Linked DNA regions of Mus musculus: region 1 is linked to region 2. The links are chromatin contacts, called in public Hi-C maps. All regions are on one chromosome and are shown on one strand. Each heading gives the region's core, a stretch centred on a gene start, on an enhancer-like site or on the middle of the called end of the contact. The rest is flanking DNA. Distances are from core to core; before and after follow the strand shown.

The links. Hi-C and Micro-C count contacts between places; a contact is called where the count stands out from the background.
Region 1: a contact with region 2 is called in a Hi-C map of rod photoreceptor, with 2.6 times the contacts expected there. The contact joins two enhancer-like sites.

What each region holds. Positions count from the first base shown.
Region 1 is chr13:30,262,820-30,267,133 of GRCm38.p6, forward strand. No RefSeq gene overlaps it. Among named protein-coding and RNA genes, the nearest start is that of Gm40863, 30 kb to the left of the region's middle. Within about 2 kb of position 1,677, at least 10 of the 459 cell types and tissues checked have an H3K27ac peak or open chromatin away from gene starts, as enhancers often do. A contact at or near this core is called in rod photoreceptor, where this site is marked.
Region 2 is chr13:29,924,478-29,928,967 of GRCm38.p6, forward strand. The region is part of intron 1 of E2f3 (E2F transcription factor 3); the gene reads right to left. Among named protein-coding and RNA genes, the nearest start is that of E2f3, 59 kb to the right of the region's middle. Within about 2 kb of position 2,119, at least 8 of the 459 cell types and tissues checked have an H3K27ac peak or open chromatin away from gene starts, as enhancers often do. A contact at or near this core is called in rod photoreceptor, where this site is marked.

The DNA.
Region 1 (4,314 bases), core at 427-2,926, 340 kb after region 2:
TCTTCTCATTGGTTCCCACACAATTAGAATTAGAGGAACCAAGTTTGTTTTTTAAAATAAAGATTTATTACACACACACACACACACACACACACACACACACACACACACACACAACTGTTCTGTTTATGTGTATATCCCTGCAGGCCAGAAGAGGACACCAGATCTCAGGATAGATGCTCAGTATTCCATGTGGTTGCTGGGATTTGAACTCAGAACCTCTGGAAGAGTAGCCAGTGCTCTTGACCTCTGTACCACCTCTCCAGCCTGGGACCAAGTATTTTACAGAGAGTTACTTTTATTATTTTTAAAATGTGCATGTCTGCGTGTGCCGGTGTGAGCATGTGCACCTGAATGCAGTGGTGGTAGAGGCCAGAAGAGGGCGTCGGATCGTGTGGACTTACAAGCGGTTGTGAGCTGTCCTACTCAGGTGCTGGGATGTTAACTCAAGTCTCCTGCAAGAGTGGTAGGTAGGCTTTATATTTTTAACTTTTAAATTGATTTTTTTTTTTACATTATGCACCCCAATCCCACACATCTCCTCATCTCTCCATCTCTGCACTCTACCCTTGAGATCTCCCTCACAAAAGAAAAAAAAATAATTAAAAAAATCTCACTGTGGAAGCTGCGATGTGTCACGGCCTGTCACACAGTATATACCCCTTTGCCCAAACAGATTGACTTGCAAATGTTCATTGCAGTGAATCATTGGTCTCATGTGAGGCCTCTGGCTTCTGCTACACTGTCAATACTGGATCCTCACTGGGACTCCCCTGGGATATCTTGGTGTCATCATGTGTCATGGAGATCTGCAGGACCAGCCCTTTCATGGACTCCCACAGTTCATAGATGGGGTGGAATAACTCAACCCCTGGATCTGGGCCTGGTTGGTAGCTGAGCTGGTCAGCCCACCAGCTCTGCAGTGCTCACACTATCTGAGGCAGCTCTCCTGCACCCAAGTCACTAAGACAAGCTCTCCAGCACTGCCTCAGCTCTCCTGCTACGCTGCTCAGACAGTGTGGGGAGAGCCAGCACTCCTGCCTGCCACAGACAGCAGGGGCCAGGGCCATAGCTGCTGAGCCATAGCTCCAGTTTCTGGAACTAGCTACTTATCTTCCTCTTTAAACCGGGGCATGGTTTTCCTGTGGACATACTTGTAGCAGATGATGGTATCAGGACCTGAAGCTTCAGCCTCCTTCTTGGGCCCCATTCTGATAGTGCCAAATTTGTATCCATTTCAGAAGTTATATAAAAATTTTCCTCTTGTCCTATTAATCTGAATGAATCGTATATTTAGGATTGACTCTTGGCTTTGGTAATCTTTGAACGTGGCATAGTCTCTGCCGAGAAACAGAAAGGCCATGCACTTTCTGAACTGCGTTTCTTTGTTACACCGACACCATGCTGAACATTCAGCGATGAGTTACAATGCTTTGTTTGAGAAACGGTGCCAGGAAGGATCTAGAATGGGGATGTGAGACAGAAGAAGCTCATATGGCATAAATTAATTGGTAAATTACCATCGTGTCAACCCCCTGCCCCTGGGGTTATAAAAGCCGAACACCTGCCAAGGAGCAGAGACGGTGGAGTACCAGAGAGCAGTGTAGGGAGCCCCAGGGCAGCAGCTTTCCTGTGTCAGGGACAGAGATCACCATAGCTGGTGCACCCAAGCCTTGATTGCTGAACCGCTGTGCTTGCTGGGCTTCCCTCCAGGGGCATCATGGGGAAGGTCGTAACTCAGTAAAGACAAGTCACTGGAGCGCACGCCTTCGTCAACCTTCTGTCTAGTCTCCTCGAGCACCGTCAAGACCTTGTACACCCAGAATGTGACCACACGCAGCTTTACTTGGGGACAGGAGAACGCTCTGATGACCTTCTCTTTCCTCTAACAGGAAGGACTGCTAGGAGGTCCTGGGTTTTTTGAGTCTTTGAATTTAGCAGATGCCCTATCAGTGGTCAGGGTTGCCACCGTCAGTGACAATGTATAAACACGGGCTTTCCTCGGTAGTCATAGAGAAGAATAAAACACAGTCTCTGGGATAGCAGGCCACCAATGCATGATCTGGATCAGACGTTGAGAACACACAAAGCACAATGAGCAGTAAGTGCACTCTGCAAATACAGGACCTGTGCCTCACACACAGAAAATCCAATTAGAAAAGATTACAGAGACTGGAGGAGCTGTTTCAGGTTGTGGGGACTGAGAGTGACAGGGCAGCGTGTAATCTGGCTTAGATCCTGGACACAGACTTGGTTTTTTGTTTTTGTTTTTTTTTTTAATCAAGGGAAATGAATGGTAGGATAACTGGAAAATTTTGTAACAGTCCTATAATTAGATTTTTACATAAATCTTTATTCTGTGATTTTGCTTATTATATTGTGGTTATCAAAAATAACAACTTGTCTGAACATAATAAAATATCTAGGTGCAAGGAAGGCATTTTGTGTGGAACTCACTTTCAAATAGAAAATGTTTTATATATAGTATATATATATTTATATATAAATGTTTTGTATATTATAAAATAGAAAGATGAATCGAATAATAAAAATTATGAAAAAACTACCACTTGATATTATCATTTGATATCACCATGAAAGAGCTTTGTAATGCACCTTTTCCAGTTTTATTCAAGTCAAATTGCCTCAAATTTTATAAAAAGAGAGATTGTTCAGGGTGTAGAGAGAGAAGTGGTTAGAGAGAGGACCAGAGAATATGTGTGACAACTTGTTTGTTGACAGCAGGCATGGAGACAAGTGATGGATCCAGAATTATCCAAGACACGAAATAGAAGTTGAGAATGAGCCAGGGCTGCTGGGTAATGGCCATTCCTTCACCGATCAGGGAGGGCAGTGATGCAGGCGGACAGGGACTGTCATTGGATTTAATTTGGTATGATCTAAATAAGCTGCTGCCAAGAGTTTAAGTGAGTTGCTGAAGTGGACGAGATTTGTAGTTCCACAGCATAAGGATAAAAGTTTGGGGCCATTCAGTACGCATTTGGGAGGATGGAGGCAGTTGCTTAAGAAAACATCAGAAACAGAGACAAGAGTAAGGAAGCCCGGTTTTTGAAGTTGTAGGAAAGAAAACAAATGTAGAGTATGAAGAATAAAAACGGAGAAGCAACTTTAGGGGATGCATATGGTATAAAGGCCCTAATAGGATATTCTATGTAGTTTTATGGACAATGTAGAGGAAATGCAGGTGCTGGTTTAATTTCCTTATTGCTCATCAAATGCCTGGCAAGAAGCAACTTCAGGCAGGGAGGTTTTGCACTGGGAATGTTCACCACGGTCTTCAGGCACTTAAACATGAGGTCTTCAGCAGGGGGCGCTGTTTGGGGGAGGTTTGGGTGGGGCAGATTCGATGGAGGAAGTACCTCACGGAAGTGGGGGCTACTTTTGAGAGTAAAATGATTCAGCAACTTCCGGTTTGCTCTCTTTTCCTCGTGCTTGCATTTGAGGGCGTGAGCTCTCGGCTTCTTGCTCTAGCCTCCGTGTGCCTGTTCTAGTACATGCTGCATGTCGCCGTGTTTCCTTGCCATAATCAACTCTCATCCCTCTGAACTGGAAATAAACTCTTCTCAAGTTGCCTTGATTCTGGTGTTCTAGCAAAAAAACAGAGAATTAACTAAGAGGGGAGGAAGGATTTCTTTTGGCTCACCATGGCAGGGCCGCTCTTAGCTAAGGTGAGGGATGTGAGTCTGCTTAGGGGCAGAAGTGTTTCTTGGCTCACATGCAAGTCCTAGTCCACTGTGGTCTATAGCATAGGGACTGACCTAACTGGGCAGATGGGGGAAACAACAGACACGGAGGCAGTGAAGCTGGGATCCAGTGCCTTGGGCGGGCTTGTGAGCTGTTGGAGACTCAGCAGCAGCTTCTTGGAAACTCCAGGCATTTGTTATTTACAGCAGCAACCACGAGGAGACAGGTGAGTTAATCTAAGTAGGGCATCTTTGTAGGGAGTCTCAGGTTGCAGTCCTGGGGAGGGAGGAGGAAGCCACAGCTGACGCCCCCCCCCCCCCCACTATCCACATCCACACCCTGAGCTGGCTTTGTGGTTCCGCTAAGCCTGACCCTGGGAAGACCTTGCCACTCACATGGGTCCGAGGCATTGGGGTCTTTGATATGACCGTGTCCATGTTAATAATACACAGCCCCCCTGGACTTCATCTGTTCTCCACAACAATCCATCACTGAGGGAAGTCAGAGAAAAAAATCAAGCAAGAATTCGGAGAGCACGGAAACTGTGCATTCTGGTTCCTTCCCTCTCCCCCTCCCCTCCCCTTCCCCCCCCCCTCCCCTCCCCTCCCC
Region 2 (4,490 bases), core at 869-3,368:
CTTCTCCGGTGCCTTACTTAGTCGCTCATCTATTTGCATGCACACAAATGTGTGTAGCTGCCCTTGGATGCTTGAAGAGCGTAGTGAAGCCCCTGGACCTGGAGTGACAGTCGACTGTAAGCCACATGATGTGGGTGCTAGGAACCCCACTCCTCTGCAAGAATACTAAGAGTTCTTACCCACTGGGTTACCCCTCTAGGCCCTTGACATTGCCTTCATAATAAACTTGAATACTATCTTATCCATTCAGAAAAGCCGAACCTCTTCCTGCCATAATAAATGCAAACCACACTTTACTCACTACAAACAGATAAATGGGAAAAGCAAGAGTTTCTCCTGCTCCCGGTCCCCAGGCCCCTTTCTCAAACGTAAGCACTGGGAAGTTACCTGGACAACAACTCTTCAGATGTTCTACCTAAGTAAATCTAAGTATATATAATATACAGAGACGCACCACCATAATGCAATACTTCTAACCTTTGTCTTTTTACAAATCACAGCAACACCAGCACTCTTTATCAACATGTCCTGGAGTGTGATACCTGGTACTGCGTGCATGTAGTGACTTCCTCATAACTGTGTAACATAGTAATTAACAAACTACATTTTACTTAAGCATTCAACACTATTATATAATAATTTCTCCATAAATGTTAGTGATGACTCTGTGGAATAGGTATTAACACGCTCTTTCTGTGTTGAGCAAATTAGCAAATATGATCTGTACAGATTCTATGCAACCTTGACTTTTTTTGTTTGTTTGGTTTTTTTTGAGATAGGTTTTCTCTGTATAGCCCTGGCTGTCCTGGAACTCACTTTGTAGACCAGGCTGGCCTCGAACTCAGAAATCTGCCTGCCTCTGCCTCCCGAGTGCTGGGATTAAAGGTGTGTGCCACCATGCCCGGCTAACCTTGACTTTTCTGATGCTTGAGACAAGCGTCCTGCTTCCATAGCGACGTGTGGGCTGCCACAGCACGATTTTACATGGCAATCACGGCCCAGAAGTTTTATTTATTTATTTTTTTTAGATAGGATCTCACTATATAGCCTGGACCTCACTAAGTAATCTGTAAATTCAGGGTTGGCCTTGAATTTGTAGAGATCTTCATGCCTCTGCCTCTGAGAGCTGGGATTAAAGGTGTGTAGCAACAACATGCCCAGCCCAGGTCTAGTCTTTGGCTTAGGATCCCCAGAGCAAGGCGAAAGACAAGCCCACCTTACATTGATTTATTTGTTTATTTATACCAAATAAGACAAGGAATCGATTCTCCAATTCCTTACCACAAAGCTTTAGTGTTGTCAACCTCTAAGAGATAACGTGTATGCGTGCATAACTGTCTGTCTGTGCACTGGCTGGAGTTTAAGCACCACATACTACACAGAAAAAGTACTGTGGAGATGAGTTATAGAAAGAGATATATGATTCCATGCGGCAGAGGGGAGCATACAACTATGTATTTGAACAAAAGTTTCTCACAGGGGAGAAAGGCTTGGAAAGACCATGGCAAGCTAAGTTAGGTAGAGGAAGCTGGAAGACAGTGTGTATGAAGTTAGCCTGGACCACATACAAAGAACCTATAATTAAAGGAAAGATCCATTTATCAAATGTTCATGGTGGCTATTTCTGTGAACTACAATGAAAGGAAATGAGGCAATGACGTCATGCTTATTTTTGTAACATTTTATTGTATTTTTAAAATGGCCACATCCACATATTAAACTTAATGACATTCAAACTAGCAATTCCACAGTATGACCCCAACAGGTATTTCTTTGGCATCTGTGTATCAGAAAGAGCAGCTGAAGCATGGTGACGAACATCTTTTAATCCCAGCACTCAGGCAGGGGCAGGAGAGCTCTGTGAGCCGGGGATTAGCCTCATCTATGGAGTGAGTTGTGGGGCCACCAGGGCTGCTTAAAGAGACACTGTGTCAAATCAAACAGCATGTTTCTCAAATACTTGTCTCTTCCCAGACGTGTCCAGCATAAATGGCCAAATCTTGGAGGGGGCACAATGGTCCCTGCTACTGAACAGGATGCACACAAACCAAAAGGAATGCACCAGAAATCCTATAGTGAGAGCTGAGAGCTCAGCTCAGAGCGGCATCCTGTGTGAGCCTGTGAGTGAGGAACTGAGAGAAACCAAAGCCCTTCAGGCAGGGGGGTAAGAGGCGCCCTGAACAGTGACCCAAGAGCCCCAGGTCAACCATTTTTACTGAATTACAATTACTACCCAAGCTCAGACATTTTTCTTCTTTTTGACTCTGAAACTTCACTTTAACTTTTATGTATGGACTAACCTGGGAGCCAATTCTCCTCTTAGGAGAGTTCCTAAAGGAAAAGTGGCTGCCAAGCTGACACACAATGTTCAGAAGCCACTTAGTCAGGAACTAACATCTGCCTTCCTTCTTGTTGCATTTTTCTTTTTAAAACATTTGAAAAATGATGCTGTTGCGTATGTGTTTGTTTCTGTGGGAATATATACATCTGAGTGCAGGTGTCCTCACAGGCCAGGTGTCACATGTCCCTGAAGCTGGAGTTATAGGTGGTTGTAAACCACCTAACATGGGAGCCAAGGAACAAACTCAGGTCCTCCTTAAGAGCATTATGCATTCGTACCCATTGGCCATCTCATTACCTGCCCTGCCTGCACATTGTTTTTTTTTTTGTTTGTTTGTTTTTTATTTTAACCATGTTATGGGTGTTTTGCTTGCATGTATGTCTGAGCACTGTGTGCACGCAGTGTGCCCACACAAGTCAGAAGAGGGGGGTTGGGATCCCCTGAAACTAGAAGTTACAGAAAGCTGTGAGGCTCCACATGGGTGCTAGACCCAGGTCTTCCCTGCAAGAGTAACAAATTTGCTCAACTCTCTCTCCAGCCCTGCTACGTTGTTGTTTAGACATAAATAGAAGCCCCAAGGTCTATGTTTCAGAGCAATTACAGTGGCTGCCTTCCCAGGAGAACCAATGTCACCATTGCTGCTGGTGTCCCTATGTAACATGCTTATGCAGCCAATTCTTGATTTAGCCCGTTTTGTTATTCTGTGCTGTCTTCCAGTGGTGCAATACTCACCTCTCCTCCCTTTCCCCCTACAAACACACTATATGCTCCTGGATAAATAGGCCATTTATGCACACCACGGTTCTTGAAATTTTGTTCATGTTGAAGTCAAGTACAGCAGAGTTTGTATTTCCTTTCACATAACTACTGCAGTTGTAGACCCCCTGGTGCTTTAGCCTGTACCTGATAAATTGCCCATGCTCTTGAAGTTAAAAGCTAACTCAGTGGCTCACAGGTTGGACATGGGTGGAACCATTTCTTTGACCCGTTGTTGCCTTATCTGAGGTGAATGGATGTTTCCAACTTGCCAGGAAAAGCTCCCGTAACGTCTGTGCGTTCTTGCTGTGTGTCCAGTTCCTTCTTGCCTTTACTATACCCTCCACCTTAGATAGTCTACTGAATCCCCACTCTTCATTCTGTCTACATCTCCCAATCTGCTGCCTAGCCCTTGGGCTGCTTCCCAGTCCCCAACATGGCTATTGTTCTGCCATCTTCCTTCACTGTCACAGTGATGAAGCCTTGGAAGAATTATGTATCTGCTTGGTACTGGAACCTGGGACCCTATGTTAACGGATCCACTTCTCAATTCTAGTTTCTTTAGAACCTAGGCCAGCCTGTACTTAACATCTAGCTTCTTAAGATGAGGGTCTTTACCCCACATGGAAGCTAGCATAATCACATTTAGGACACACACACACACACACACACACACACACACACACACACACACACATTGGTAGTAGTCAAAGGTTTTTGAATGTGCAACCATCAAAAGTTAGCCCAAAATTAAACACTGAAATGATGAATTTCATGGAATCTGCCAGTACTCACCCATATTGTATCAGACACCTTCCCCACAGCCTTGGTTCTGAACATAGAAGACACTGCTTGCATTTCCCATGCTGTCGCTCCAGAAAAACACCAATGAACACACCCCAGGAAACAGCACAGATCTGAGATTATGTAGGTCACAAACTACTGTGTTTTCACCATACACACAAAGCTTTCTGCTGACAGAAACACTGTGGCTTAATTATGGAAAACAAAGACTTTTTAGTATTTTCCTGCCATTGTTCCTCAGCATAGGAAAAATCACATTAGTGTATTGCTGGAGTGCAGACTTAGAATTCAAAAAACAAAAAAACTATGGCTTGAGTTGACTTCAATTTCATTAAAAACCTGAGAACAAGACAGAATTTCCAACCATTTCTGAAATAGCCCCATTCATTTTCTGCCGGTTACTTATACATTAATGTGACTGGTGCTCTCAGTATTGAAGATCATAAAGTACAAATATCAGTCTGCTGTGAAAAAGGTTGAATATGCCTTAGTTTCTGTGGTGATCTGCAAGATTTAACTCCTTAAGCTTCTTAGCCCTGAAATCTGAATATCGGGGGACTGAACCCAGAACCTGAGCAGGCCAGGCCTG